2 separate regions of the Drosophila melanogaster genome follow, and region 2 is linked to region 1. A link is a contact called in public Hi-C data. All regions are on one chromosome and are shown on one strand. The core of a region is the stretch at or near the end of the contact, and the rest is flanking DNA. Distances in the headings are between cores, read along the strand shown. Region 1 holds the start of rin (rasputin). Region 2 holds the start of flfl (falafel).

Region 1 (6,296 bases), core at 837-3,336:
TTGGGTCGCATCCATGACCATAGCTGGCGTTTGATTCTTCCTCTCTGAACTACGGACTCTTCGACTCGGATTCTTTGTCTCCGCTTCCAATTTCTGCTTCCCTTCTTTCTAGCTGCTGCTCGGATCTATCGACACGGTGGCTGATCTGTGTCGATTGAGAGTGTGGGAACGTCTGCGAAATAGTGCAAAAAATATACGCGCACTATGAAAATCTGTCTGGTTTTTTTAATAAAAAAAAAGAAAAGTTGGCAAAAGTCCTAGACGACTGTGTAGATTTTTCAATCTGATAATTTGAAATTAAAGGAAGCTGCTACCCTGTTTCTTACAATCTCCAAAAGGTGTTCAAAGATGGCTTATTCATACCTGTGCCGGTAAAAGTATAGAAACCATAATGAATCACTAGTTGTGTTATCAGTTAATTTCATCACGTGTAAATTTAATTTGGAGAATTAAGGCTTGATAACGGTAAAACACGCAAATATAAGAAACAAATTTAATTGGATTTTCAGACTGTCCATTAAATCAATCTGTGCTTCTTTTACATAAATTTCTAGAGAAATGTGACTGACTACCAAAGTGTTGACCCCTGCTGTGCTCTCCAATAAGGATCTAGAGTTTCGCTTGGTCACAAGGACGGCGGGGAGGGGGGGAGGTTTGTACACCCAAAACAGGGAGCTCATTTTACCGCAGTGCATATAAAACAGACGCAGCGCGCTGCAGTTTGACCCACTTTTGGGGCCCACACACATTTGCACATGCGAAAAGGGGAAATTTGGTGTAGTGCAGCTGTCAGGAAAAATTCCAATTTGCTTGCCGTCGCAGGACATTTAACCCTGCACGTGCTCCAGCTTTTATGCCTGCGATCCTGGCTGACTGAACTTTGCACGTGTGTGTGTGTGCGCGAGTAAATGACCTCATACAATTTGGCAAAGAAAAAAAAGAAGCCGCCAAGCGAGGAGCATGAATTAAATTGAGGTTATGTTCGGGTCTCAAGGTTGTGGCGCCGCATACAATGAACTCCAGCTTGGCCAAAATATCAAATTGCTGCCTTGCAAAAACACTTGAAATAGCGTTAAAAGGTGTAAGTAAATATCAATGTTTGCAGGTGTCCTTTGCCCCATTTTAGCCATAAACATTTGCCGATAAAACAAAAAATGCACAATGAGTTGCGGCAAACCCACACGCACACATATTCGGTTATGAACGCGCCGCTCTTTCGGGTTCTCTCTTTCCCACTCTATTTCTGCTTGCGAACCGCGTGTGTAGGAAGAACAAAGAAAGCTATAGTTGAAGAGCAGCATTTAAACAAAAATGTACAAAAACAAAATTTTTCGTACATTTTTAGGTTATGCACAAGCGATAATAAAAAAAGCCGCTAAAATGGTAAAAAAAAAAATTTAAGAGATAGAGCCCTGCCGCAATAATAAAATATACGCCCATTTAGCATTTTTTATGTTGATTTTTTCCTAGTATGCGCCACCCCTTTGAAAATGGAAAATGCTAGTTTTTCTAGACCGCGCACACGAGGCCGTCGCCGGCTCACCTTTTTTAAGCGATATTTTTCCTCGTTTTTATTTTTCCTTTTTGTAATGCACAGTGTGTATTGCTTTTGGGTTGAAGTTTGCCGAAAAATCGGCACTTTTTGTAGCACTTTTCTTTGTTATCTTCCTGCGGGGGGCGGGGAGAGTTGGATTTCTTAGTGGAGCGCTGAAATTATGCGGTTTTTTTAATTTACAAAACGATAGTCGAAACGTATGAAATGCAGTATAAAATTGCAAGCTGCACACAAAACACACAGCCACACACACCAATGCACTCACTCGCTCACACACACACACTAGTCTAGTTTGTTGCAATTCTTTTTGTCTTTTTTTTTGAGAATAACTAACTTGGCAATTCTTGACGTGTATTTTTTGTTGCTTTCTGATGTTTGGCGATCACAGTTGTTGTTGAATTAAGTTACGATGCATATGTTGTGGCTTTTGAGTAGAAAATAATCGCAAACGCAATGAAATTGGACAAGTGTGTTGAATCGAGAAGAGAACCGACGTTCGTTCCTCTTTTCCTCTTTTTTGCCTCTGCACAGTTTTATTCTTGGTTTCGCGTGTGTTGGTGTGTGAATGATGGCGGCTTTTCCAAGGGTGTGCACACACTTCTTTTTTTGGGGTGGTTAATCTAGTATGTTCCATAGAATATTTTGATGAATTTGATATTTTCATATTTGAGCTCAATTAAGCTCATTTTAGGGGCGCTAAGTTTCTTTTAAATAGTTTTATAAAACTTATTTTCATTTTAGCCATTTCCGATTTTTTGAGTAAGCTCATGAAACACCTTTCTTTAAAGGAAACATTTTATATAGCAAATAAATAAAAACCATAATAACGTTATATTATAACCTGTTGGGAAATCCGAATATGAAAATTGTATAAATTTTTGCAAAAAATAAAAATATTTAATATAAACCAATTAAATGATTTAAAATATTGTTGATGTTTCAGCCTATAAGAAGTTAATATGAAAATTCGATTTTAAACAATTCTTTGTATGTAAATGTTGTTTTCGTTCCCAACACATAGTAAATAATGAACATTGTATTTTTTATATTTATAAAATTATAAATGTTTATGAAATACTTAATATTTATTTAAATATTTAAACCTTTAATACAACTAAAATGAATTTATAAACCAAGTAACTTGTCCATTGTGTAAACTGGGCTTTAAAATATTTGTATAAAATTTTTGGTATTCTTTTCATTTTCTCTTCATAGGTGTGTGTACATTGTATAAATCAAAGCTGCCATACTGCAAGCAGACAAGTCACGCGCCCATTTAGCTCCTTATATAGGCTTATTTGGGGTGGTATCGTACAGAAAATCCCAATTTAATCCTTGGCAAATGTATAGCTAACAATCTCCAGGTAGAGCAAGCAAATACAATACAAATATTTACCAAAATAATACCAAATCGACTTGACTGGGAAAACATCAAGGTGGCAACGCCGCACCCATATACACACGCTGTCGTTTGCATTTATCATTTTCCGGTCGTCATTTCATTCGTACGCGCGACTTTTTGGCGAGTGTGTATAAAAATCTCCGGCTCTGCGTAAAAAACGAATATCGTGCTGCCTAGCCCCCGAAATTAGTAGATCAGTCGAAAACACACAAAATGGCCGAGAACAAGCAAGTGGATACAGAAATAAACGGCGAGGATTTCACCAAGGACGTGACTGCCGACGGTCCGGGATCTGAAAATGGTGATGCGGGCGCCGCCGGCTCGACCAACGGCAGTTCGGACAACCAATCGGCCGCATCCGGCCAGCGGGACGACGACAGGTATGTCCATTATCCGGCGGATACGTTTTTTTTTTGTTCTTTTTTATTTTTGCAACGGGCAACCGATGATCATGTGCCCCCCATAGATTTTCTGCTTCTACATAGTGTATATTGCCTACTCTGTTACGTAAATGCAAAGCTAACGTCGTTGGTCGAGTTTCATTGGATTTTACGGGGTTCTGCGGGGGAAGTCTGACCCCTTTTGTGTTCTCTCTCGCTTGCGCTCGTGCGTCGGAGTGTGTTTAAGTGTGTGTGTGTGAGGTGTCGGTGCGACTGTACTTCAGTCATATTAATAGAATCTTCGGGCCAAAATGCATCATCACAGTCTCGGGAGACATGGAAAATTTTCAACGTTTTCCCCTGCACACACACGCACTTTCCGCAATGAAAACCAGAGTTTTCTTAAGCTAGGAGCACATTTTCTCCCCTTTGTGAGGTTATGTTTGTTTCCCACGTTGCCCCACAGACACACTGTGACGCATACGAACACAAATCATACGGTTGCCTTTCACTTGCAAAAAATGTGGCGAAAAAAAACGTTGGAAAAAGTTATGTTTGTATTTGTCAGTGTATTCTTTTTAATTCGCATTACTCTTTGTTTCGGCTATTTCGTTGTTATTTTGTGCTCTTCCAGTTTTGTACCCAAAATGGCGGCTGCATACAGGCATACATACCAACCTAACGCCCGCTGTTCTGTAGGTGTGTGCGTGTTTTGCAGTTTTCACTTATTCTCTTGCTTGCCGGCTTCGCTCGCTCGCCACCTCTTTTGCGCGCTCTTACTCTCAGAGAGCGACAGCCGGCGTTGTTTGGAGTTGCCAAGGCGCCAAAATATTAATTTAACGAACAATTAATGTAAATTATAAATGATAAATAATTTTGATGGATTAAAGCATAGAGATAATGATGATCAAGTAGAATGGTCCTCTTGTTTGCTCCCCTGCGTTTTGGTTTTTAGGTCTAGCGTACACTTCATTTGCCCATCCTTTATGATCATTTTATATCTAAGTTTAATCTTAAGTCACACGATACTGTACATTTAAACGATAATACGAAACCAGCGCTGACGAAGCAGATGCAGATTATTCCCCGTAAAGGAAGAAGGACGAAATGGAGAAATTAAATCGAAAATCATAGCTTATCCTGTTGTCTTGTGAGCGAACTAACCTTGTTCCTCTCCGGCAGGTTTTGAGAGAAGTGAAATGCCCCAGGTCAGGGTTTTAAGCTATGCTCAAGACGGATATGGATTCGGATATGGATTTGGATTCGTATTCCTGCCCCCGGCAAACGGTTACGGATTCGGATTCGGATTCGGCGGACTTATACTTGGAGGATATGCAACCCTCTCCACACTCCAGTCTCCAAAAGTCTCCGCTCCGCCGATACTGATGCTGATGGTATTTATCTATCCAAAACTAAAACAAACAAACAATCAGTCAGTCAGCCAATATATAGAACTATCAACACACAAAATTATCAAGAAATAATCTCGATTTAAAATTGGATCCATATGTAAACTGTATACGAGTATATATTGTATTGTATCTCTTAACGTATAACTTGTAAATTACCTAAAAAAAAAAGAAAAACAAAAAAGTACCAAGTAATCGGAGACAGAGAGAGACCGAGTGAAAAAGAGACTCGCAGTTTTTTCGTTTTGTTTTATGAAGCTCAAAAACTATACATTATATATCGCCCGAAGAAAGAAACACAATGAACGAATGTAACGTAACGAATTGCCACAAAAAAGAAGCACAAATCACTAAATTGCAATCGAAATTCCGCCGCCGTGTGATGAGACTGTTCCAAATTTGCCGGGAATCCGCCGAGAACGATGAGATATCTTTCCAAAAAGTCCAGAAATCAATGAGTAACGTACACATCATAGTAAACTATAAGTGTCTGCATATTTTTTCAACATTCCTTTTTATAAAAAAAAAAAAATATAAAATAAAATAAACAGCCAAATAAAGAAAGTAAAACTAACCACAATCCAGCATAAAAACCTTTGCATTCTTTTCTCTCATCCTATTGAATAAAGACTAATTGTTAATTGTTATTTGTACAGACAAAGACTCTTAAGCATACCCAAAACAAAAACTTAATAATTCACTCTTGCATATCTTATATATACTATATATCTATATCTTTCGCTCGTTTTGTGTCTCTCGATCGATCGCTCGCTCGCTCCTCGAACTCTTTCGCTCATTCCGAGTTTGCAAGTATTTTGACACTATCCGATCAATTCTTTGATTGCAATACAGTAACTAAAGCAATTTTTCACTTCAAATTTGGTGAGTTTTTTTTATTCGTTTTGTATTCTTGCCCAGTCATCAAATTCTTTTGCAGCCAATACGAAAATCAGTAAGAGAAGAAAAAATTTAAAGTAAATTAAGAAAGTATTTGCCTCGCGCATCAAACACAACCTATTTTTCGTGCCTGATTTTCCCAGATAAACCTTTTCCTACCAAAATATTTCCCTAAATCTATATTGAAATGTTTTAAGATACCATCAATCTAACCAATTAATCTTTAAACTTTCGCAGGAAACTGTTTGTCGGTGGTCTGAGCTGGGAAACGACTGAGAGTAAGTATAAAACTAAAACGAAGTAAATAAACAAATGCTAACAAGTTGCTTTTCTATTATTTCAGAGGAACTCCGCGATCACTTCGGCAAATATGGCGAGATCGAGAGCATCAATGTCAAGACAGATCCCCAGACCGGTCGGTCCCGAGGATTCGCCTTCATCGTGTTTACAAACACCGAGGCCATTGACAAAGTCAGCGCCGCGGATGAGCACATAATCAACAGCAAGAAGGTCGATCCCAAGAAGGCCAAGGCCAGGCACGGCAAGATCTTTGTCGGCGGCCTCACCACAGAGATCAGCGATGAGGAGATTAAGACCTACTTTGGACAGTTCGGCAATGTAAGTAACCCTAAAGCGGTAGACCTTTTGGAATT
Region 2 (6,893 bases), core at 2,165-4,664, 37 kb before region 1:
CTATTCACTAGTACAGTAGTTCAATACCATTTATAATTTTTTATTATTTTGTTGTTTTGTGTATCAACACAGCACAGAAATTCCTTTCCAAGACTTATAAAATTGTTCGCCCAACAACGTCATACAAAAAATTGGATTATTCGTGTGCTATTGTCGCAAAAAGGTGAGGTTAAGGTATCCAAGTGCATCCTATATCTTATCTTGGGGCCTTTGCAACACTTCATGGCGAAGATTGCGATGAATGAAAATGTGAAAGCTACGTTCGGTGTGCGTGTGTGTGAGTGTATTTTCGGAAGAAAGATGTGTGAAGAGAGAGAAGCCGTGAGAAGACCATGCCAACTAAAATGCGAAATGCAAAAAATAATTAAGAAAAGAAAAGAAATGTGCCCGGTCTGTTTACAAACATTTAGCGTTTTCCATTAGATCTAGGCCTTCCGCAGTGCGCGCGTGTATCTGTAAATGTATCCGTATCTGTGCGATGGGGTTTTCGGTATGAGTAGGTTTACTATACATATAGTATACACTATATCTGAGCCACTATTATCGCTGCGCTTTCGCCCCACGGCGAGAGCAAACACGCGCGCGAAGAAAACAAACAGCGGCGAGGGCCAGAGAGCGGGTGACTCAAAACGAGGAAGGGGAGTAATCTAACCATTCTCGTACACAGAAAAAAAGTGTAAATAAACACATATCATACCCATATTTTCATTTATACACAGTTAACAATCAGTCCACTATTTCGTTATCTGCACGGCGAAAATCAATGGAGAAGTGTGTGAAATAATGTGCGAGTAAACAGAAGTGGCAAAAGCTACGTCATCGTTGAAGAGCGCCACCTCAATGTTGACTGTCCACCACAAATATTTACGTCACTCTAGATCACCCAACCGCTCACCACCCACCGCCCGCAGTGCCACTCGCCCAAGGTTGCAAGACGTCGGGGAAAATGCGTGCTGCGCTGTTTCGAAGCGATTTGCACAGCGATTAAGTTCCCACTTCCATGGTAATTCCAATAAAGCGCCATAGGCCACTGATAACGCCCGCAGGAGAATTGAAGCCCAGGCGGAGAGCCTGAGTATCTCAATCTCAATCTCAATCTGTAACTGAATCGGATTCCAAGTCTGAATCGGTACCAAAACAAAAGTAGCAATTCAAAACAAACGTAGCGAGCGGTTTCGTTTACGCAATCAGCTGCGAAAAACACGAGAATGCTCATGTGTACATAAGTGTGTCCAAGTGCCGCACAGCGCCACAGATTTCGTTTATTATTAATTTTTATTAATAACCAGCGGCCGCAGAAGGTTGCGAAAAGTGCCGAGAGAAAATCTGTGTGCGAAATATAGAGCTCTGGAGTCGAGTCATCAATAAAGTCCGGCAAATATGACAACTTGGCAGTATTTTTTCGCCCCAGCAACAATTAGTTTTTATAGGGAAGTTAGTAAGAGATACAGTTGTGAACAAGTCGGTGGCCTTTTTGACTCTATTTCGCTACTACCTAGTTAATAACACGTGTGCAAATCGTATTATGAATCACTAGACCTCTTTTATTCAAGGCATTTTCGTTTGGTTTGTAGATTACAGTCTTAGTATGTTGTAATTAAATTCGTAGTAGAATTAAGTTTAGGTTATAGTAGACAAAAATACAAACTAAGATAGGAATTATGCCTATCAACAAGTTTACATCTGATTAGGGAACTTAAGGTACTTGGGTACAGTATTAAAACTATGAATAAAATTTAGGAAGGTAGCAGGAAATTAATAAATATTGTTAAGACTTTAAATACCACCGGTAATTGTGTGAATACAAATAATACAACTATGCTCCATCATTTCAACCGCAACTGTAAATGGATAATTGGAGTCTCGCTGCTCTCTTCCTGTTCTTCGCACACATACACACGCATGGGCGCGAACGCTGCAAGTGTCCGTGTGAAGAAGGAGAAGGCGAAGAGGTGGGAATCCAAAAGCTAAGGATGCAGGACTTCATTAGGAAGTGGTTCGCATATCCCTTTCGTTATCTTCTTACTTTCGCCCCCAGCAATGAAACGCCATGAATTGGGGGAGACGGAATCTAACGATTGCGAACGCGTCGTATCTTGTTTTTTGCATGCATGACAATGTGTGCAGAATACGCGCGCGCTCACACACTAAACCACTCGCACAACCGAAGGCGTGTGTGCATGTATGCAATTTTTTGGGGTGGTATTGGCGGTGAAGGCAGGAGGGATGAAGGGAAAGAGACGGGCGGAGAACTCGAAAATTTAGCAAGTAAACACTCTCCGATTGCGATTACAAAGTCAGCTAATTTCCTTTCATTTTTTATTATAAATTTTTGATTCCGTTTTTTTGTTGATGCCCAACAGTTGATGTATTTTCATACGCGATACACACACAACGCGCTACAGACACTTGGACGCACACAGACACAACGTCTGGCAAGTACATCGCTTTTTGGGCCGTCTCTTTTGCGGTTCATTCAATAAAATTATTGCGAATGGCAGGCGCAAAACAGAATCGCAAAAATTGCAGTGTATTGTGGGAAAGAAGAAGAGGCGTGTGGTAAAGAAAAATGCCGTCTCTCCACCACACACATTACACATGCACGCAATTTTGATCGCTACACGCGCCACCCACACTCTGCAATGTTTTTGTTGTTGTTGCAAGCCGATTTTGTTTTGATTCGATACTTTATTTATGTATACATAATATTTAGGAGCAGCGCATTTCCGCGATATTCGCTGGCGATTTTGCATTTCATTGAAACGCACACAAAACGCAGGGAAAAGAAAAACAGACGACGGCTAACTCACCTCGAACACACGCACACCTACAAACCACACACAGCGGAGAGCGAGGAAATTCAACACGACGGTATGCGTTGTTGCATAAAGTGCGATAAAAGGGGAGACACTGAAAGAAGCAAATCAGCCGAGTTGTATTCAAAATCGGGATCCAATATGGGCTATTGCCGGGATATATAGTCCGATTCCCTGGCAAGGCCGCAAATCATCCACGGAGTACGTGAGAACACACCGTCGGTCACATTCACAGTAAAATTCAAACACACACACACTAGCACGCAGACAACACAGAAGCCGCAAGAGGGCAAAAGAGAGCGGGAGAGAGAGAGCAGCAAAGAGAGAGAAAGAGCGCGGGGGCAAAAACCAAAAAGTTATACACTCACGCTGCAATTCCTTGTTTCTGTTTCTGGCGTTTTTCGCTTTTAGTGCTTAGCACGCTGGCTGCATTCGATCAGTTTATATACAATTTTCTCTTGCGCATATTTATTGGGGGATCACGAGTTAGTTTTCGACCAATATATCTTCCCGGATAATTGTAATTTTCGCTATTTTCCGCGGACCGACGCTAGAGCGTTGGTCTGACCACGACGATAATATCTGCGTATCGATACTCGGCCAGAGAGTACAGCGATAGTTGCATATGACGAGAATGTGAGCTGTTATCGATATCGAACTCTAGCACCCCTGTGACGCCACCATTGTTATGGTACTCTATTAACATATACTTGGCAAAACTGGAGCACCTTGAATGAATATTTGTACAAATCAGAGCAGAAAAAAGCAAACAGCACGACAAACTGCGAGACAGATTCGCCGCTTCGACGCCATGTTGTCTTTCGCTCTTGATTCGCCCCAAAAGAGTGTGCAATAATGCACGAACTGGGTTTTGGTGTTACCGTTTTTCGCACTCCCTACTGTTACGATAATATTTTAAAACAAAAACACGTTAAATATTATAAAATTAGAAAATAGAGCTATAAGTACGTTTACTTAGTATTAAAAAGAGCAAACAGTTTGATTACTCAGTAATTACATCCTCGATTCGAAAGTTAGCATTGTAGTAAACACATAATTCCGATTAGAAATCTTTTCCAGCTTAATTTAACTTGAATGTAAAGTGTCATCTTAAACTAATCTCAGGTGCTAGTTTATAATGAATGTAATGACACGTTAGAGTGCTAAGATATTTATTATTCTGTTAATTTTATGATTTTCAGATATTAAAGAATTTCGAATTTTCTGCCGCCTTAGTGTGGCCAGGTGGCGGCGGATTCCAAATGCCTGCAGTTGTGCCCCGTCGTTTTGGTATTCCGAGTGAAAGACGCAGCGACCCGCTGCTGCGATGCATTTGCTCACTTGGCCAACTTCGGTGCTGCGTTCCCGATGCCTAGGACGACAAAATGCTGCGCCAGAACCTGTTGGATCAGCTTAAGCACTTCATAGAGACGGTGAGCAATGGGCACAGTTGTCCGCAGCTGCTGACCAGCCCCAATCTCATCAAGCTCGCGTGAGTAGCAACCGCGGTGGTTAATAATGATGCCCGTAGTAAATAATTCCATGGATATTTGCAGACTGGGATTCCTGGAGGAGCTGCCCGCCACGCGAGACATTGTGTTCGAATACTTCGCCCTGCTGGCCGAAATCAGTGTGCAGCTGTATGTGTCGCCGGAGATGGCCGACCCAAAGACCGGTATGCCGGTATCCCAGGTGAAGCTGGCCGGGAATCGCCAGCAGCAGCAACGTGCTCCGGAATACGAGGCTTTCAATCTGGTAAAGACCGCGCTGCAGAGTCTGGTGTGGAAGGGACCGCCCGCCTGGTCGCCGCTCATCGCCAACTGGAGTCTGGAACTAGTGGCCAAGCTGTCCGATAAGTACACCCAGCGGCGGATGACCATCACGGCCAGCTGCAACTATTGGCTGGAGTGCAGCGCCATGCACGGGCTGATGACCCTTATAAATAGTTGTTTCCGAAAGTTAACCCAACCGGAGGAGGAGGCCTGCGTGGAGATCATGCTCAATGCCTTTCACCGGTTTCCCATGACCTTCGACTGGATTGTGGCGAGATTGGGCGGCTGTTTCCCTTACAAGATCATCATGCAGATTCTACAGTGCGGCATCAAGCGATTCGTCGATGACTACCGCTGCCACCTGGATTCGGAGGCGGGCATCCTCGATTATATGACCTCGTGCCACGAACAGCACCTTAGGGCAGCCTTTCGTGAGATGCTTAGGGAGGGATTCGCACCGAAGAAGCCGCTGGACGTGGCCGTTGTTCCTTTCCTGCTGATCACCACCAACTACTCGGACACGATCCTGCAGAGCTTGGTCAATGTGCTAGTCGAAATCTGTAAGTACTGGTTGAATAAAGAGATATATTATTTCTCTAACACAATGTCATGTAGATACCGAGGACATGTGCGAGGTGATAGTGCAGAAGGCGCCGTTGTGGCTGAGCAACAAAATGTTTGCCGGTATGCAGCCCACGCTGAATAATGCCGTGCTGCGCCTGAACGAGCGTGGAGCGACGTTGCTCCTTACGGCAGCCAAAATGGCCGAGAAGTATGTTTGGTGTCAGGATTTCCTGGACAATTCGATGCAGGAGCTGGAACAGTGGGTGCTCAACCAGCGGAACTTCCCGTTGCTGGCCGATCTGGCCTATGAGGAAACCAAGTACATGCTGTGGAAGAGCTGCCTCAGCACCAATCTCTTCGAGCAGCAAACAGCGGTGAGATTACTGCTGGTGGTCTGTGAGTAGAAAGTTCTTCAGATATTGAAATGGCAGACTTTACGAACTATTTTTCTAGCATCCCAGCACCCGAATATTTACTACCAAACTATATCCCAACTTCTAAAGAAGTCGTATGCTCAAAATCCCAATGGCATTGGCGCATTAATTCGCTTACTTGGCGGACAAAGCGGCATGGTTAACTTTCCGGGATTCACGCCAGGTTTCAAGATGGTCTTGGAGGACATCACGTTGGATGTTCAAGTTAACAATCGATTGCCAGTTCCGCCGGGCACACCCACAGAAGCCTTTAACACTTTCTCCAACCTAAACATACTTGCCAGGTAATTATTACTATTGTTAGATACATATAATTAGTGTTTCAAATTCATAATCTCCATCAGGATGCACAAGAGCAAGAATGTGGCTCCGTACATCAAAGCGCAGCATTTGAACCAAGCCCTCAACGAATGTCTTCCCAAAATCCTTCAAATCTTCGACTGCACCGTTAACAAACTGGTCCTGAGGATAGACAGGGATGCCGCCGAGCGGATAGCGGATAAATTCCGGGCGCAGCAAAGTAAAAATAGCAATAACAACAATGAATTGTGCAATGGCAAGGATTACGGAAAGCGCACAAAATTGGAGCCGGGAGAAGATAAGGTGGATGATGAGGACGCTACCCGCATGCGCTTGGCCCATCTCATTGTGGATCTGTTGAACAACATTGAAGCCGGCAGCCGGACAACTGTCCTGCGCACTCCATTAGTCCTCAAGCTGGCCACGCTAAGCGTAAAGTACTTCTTTGTGGGCTTAACCGAGAAGAGTAAGCGCAATAGTTGTTCCTTAGCCTTGCCTCAATATATTAACCATATCTCATTCTAGCTGTGATCCGTCGAGCAGCGGCTTCGCATCGCTCCTACACGCTGTTGCAGAGGCAGTGTTCCGCCCGGAAAATCGCGAGAACCGTCTGCCTGCGCGAGCTGGTGGAGCGCGCGCTCTTTTATCACGGTCACTTGCTTGGTCAGCTGGAGGTGTATCAGCTCGATGAGCTTGAGATACCCGAGCACGAACACCTCATCCTGCAGAATCTGCACACCAGCTCTGGCGCCAACTCGAATCGCTCCGTGCTGCATTCCGGTATTATAGGCAGAGGTCTGCGACCAGTGCTGCCCCCCAGCGAGCGGAACTGCGATGCGGAGAAGCAGGCGCTGTATCTTAAGGCATTGAATGCATGCTGCGCCGATCTGGAGAAGCCCAACAACGTGGAGGGCTACTCGCTGGTCTCGCTGCTGCTGGTCGAGCTGGTCTCCACGGATGTCATGTACAACGGCCTGCCCTTTCCGGATGAGGAGTTCACCAGGGTC

The links. A called contact is a pair of places that touch in the nucleus more often than the background predicts.
Region 2: a Hi-C map of the Kc167 cell line shows a contact between it and region 1, with 2.0 times the contacts expected there. A contact is called at or near these places in 20 of 107 Hi-C or Micro-C datasets (the Clone 8 cell line, the D17-c3 cell line, the Kc167 cell line and 6 more) and 1 of 7 datasets of targeted methods (the Kc167 cell line).

Annotation. Positions count from the first base shown.
Region 1 is chr3R:13,642,794-13,649,089 of dm6, reverse strand. It overlaps rin (rasputin), which reads right to left and starts at 2,086. Exons shown (of 4, transcript NM_169533.2): 1 at 1,890-2,086; 2 at 1-172. The coding sequence starts at 21. It overlaps sqd (squid), which reads left to right and starts at 2,786. Exons shown (of 7, transcript NM_001260159.2): 1 at 2,786-3,337; 2 at 5,881-5,921; 3 at 5,987-6,261. The coding sequence starts at 3,171.
Region 2 is chr3R:13,680,442-13,687,334 of dm6, reverse strand. It overlaps flfl (falafel), which reads right to left and starts at 3,414. Exons shown (of 10, transcript NM_142047.4): 1 at 3,185-3,414. omd (oocyte maintenance defects) reads left to right here and starts at 125. Exons shown (of 9, transcript NM_142046.2): 1 at 125-163; 2 at 4,019-4,308; 3 at 4,373-5,148; 4 at 5,204-5,548; 5 at 5,606-5,870; 6 at 5,931-6,352; 7 at 6,412-6,893. The coding sequence starts at 4,202.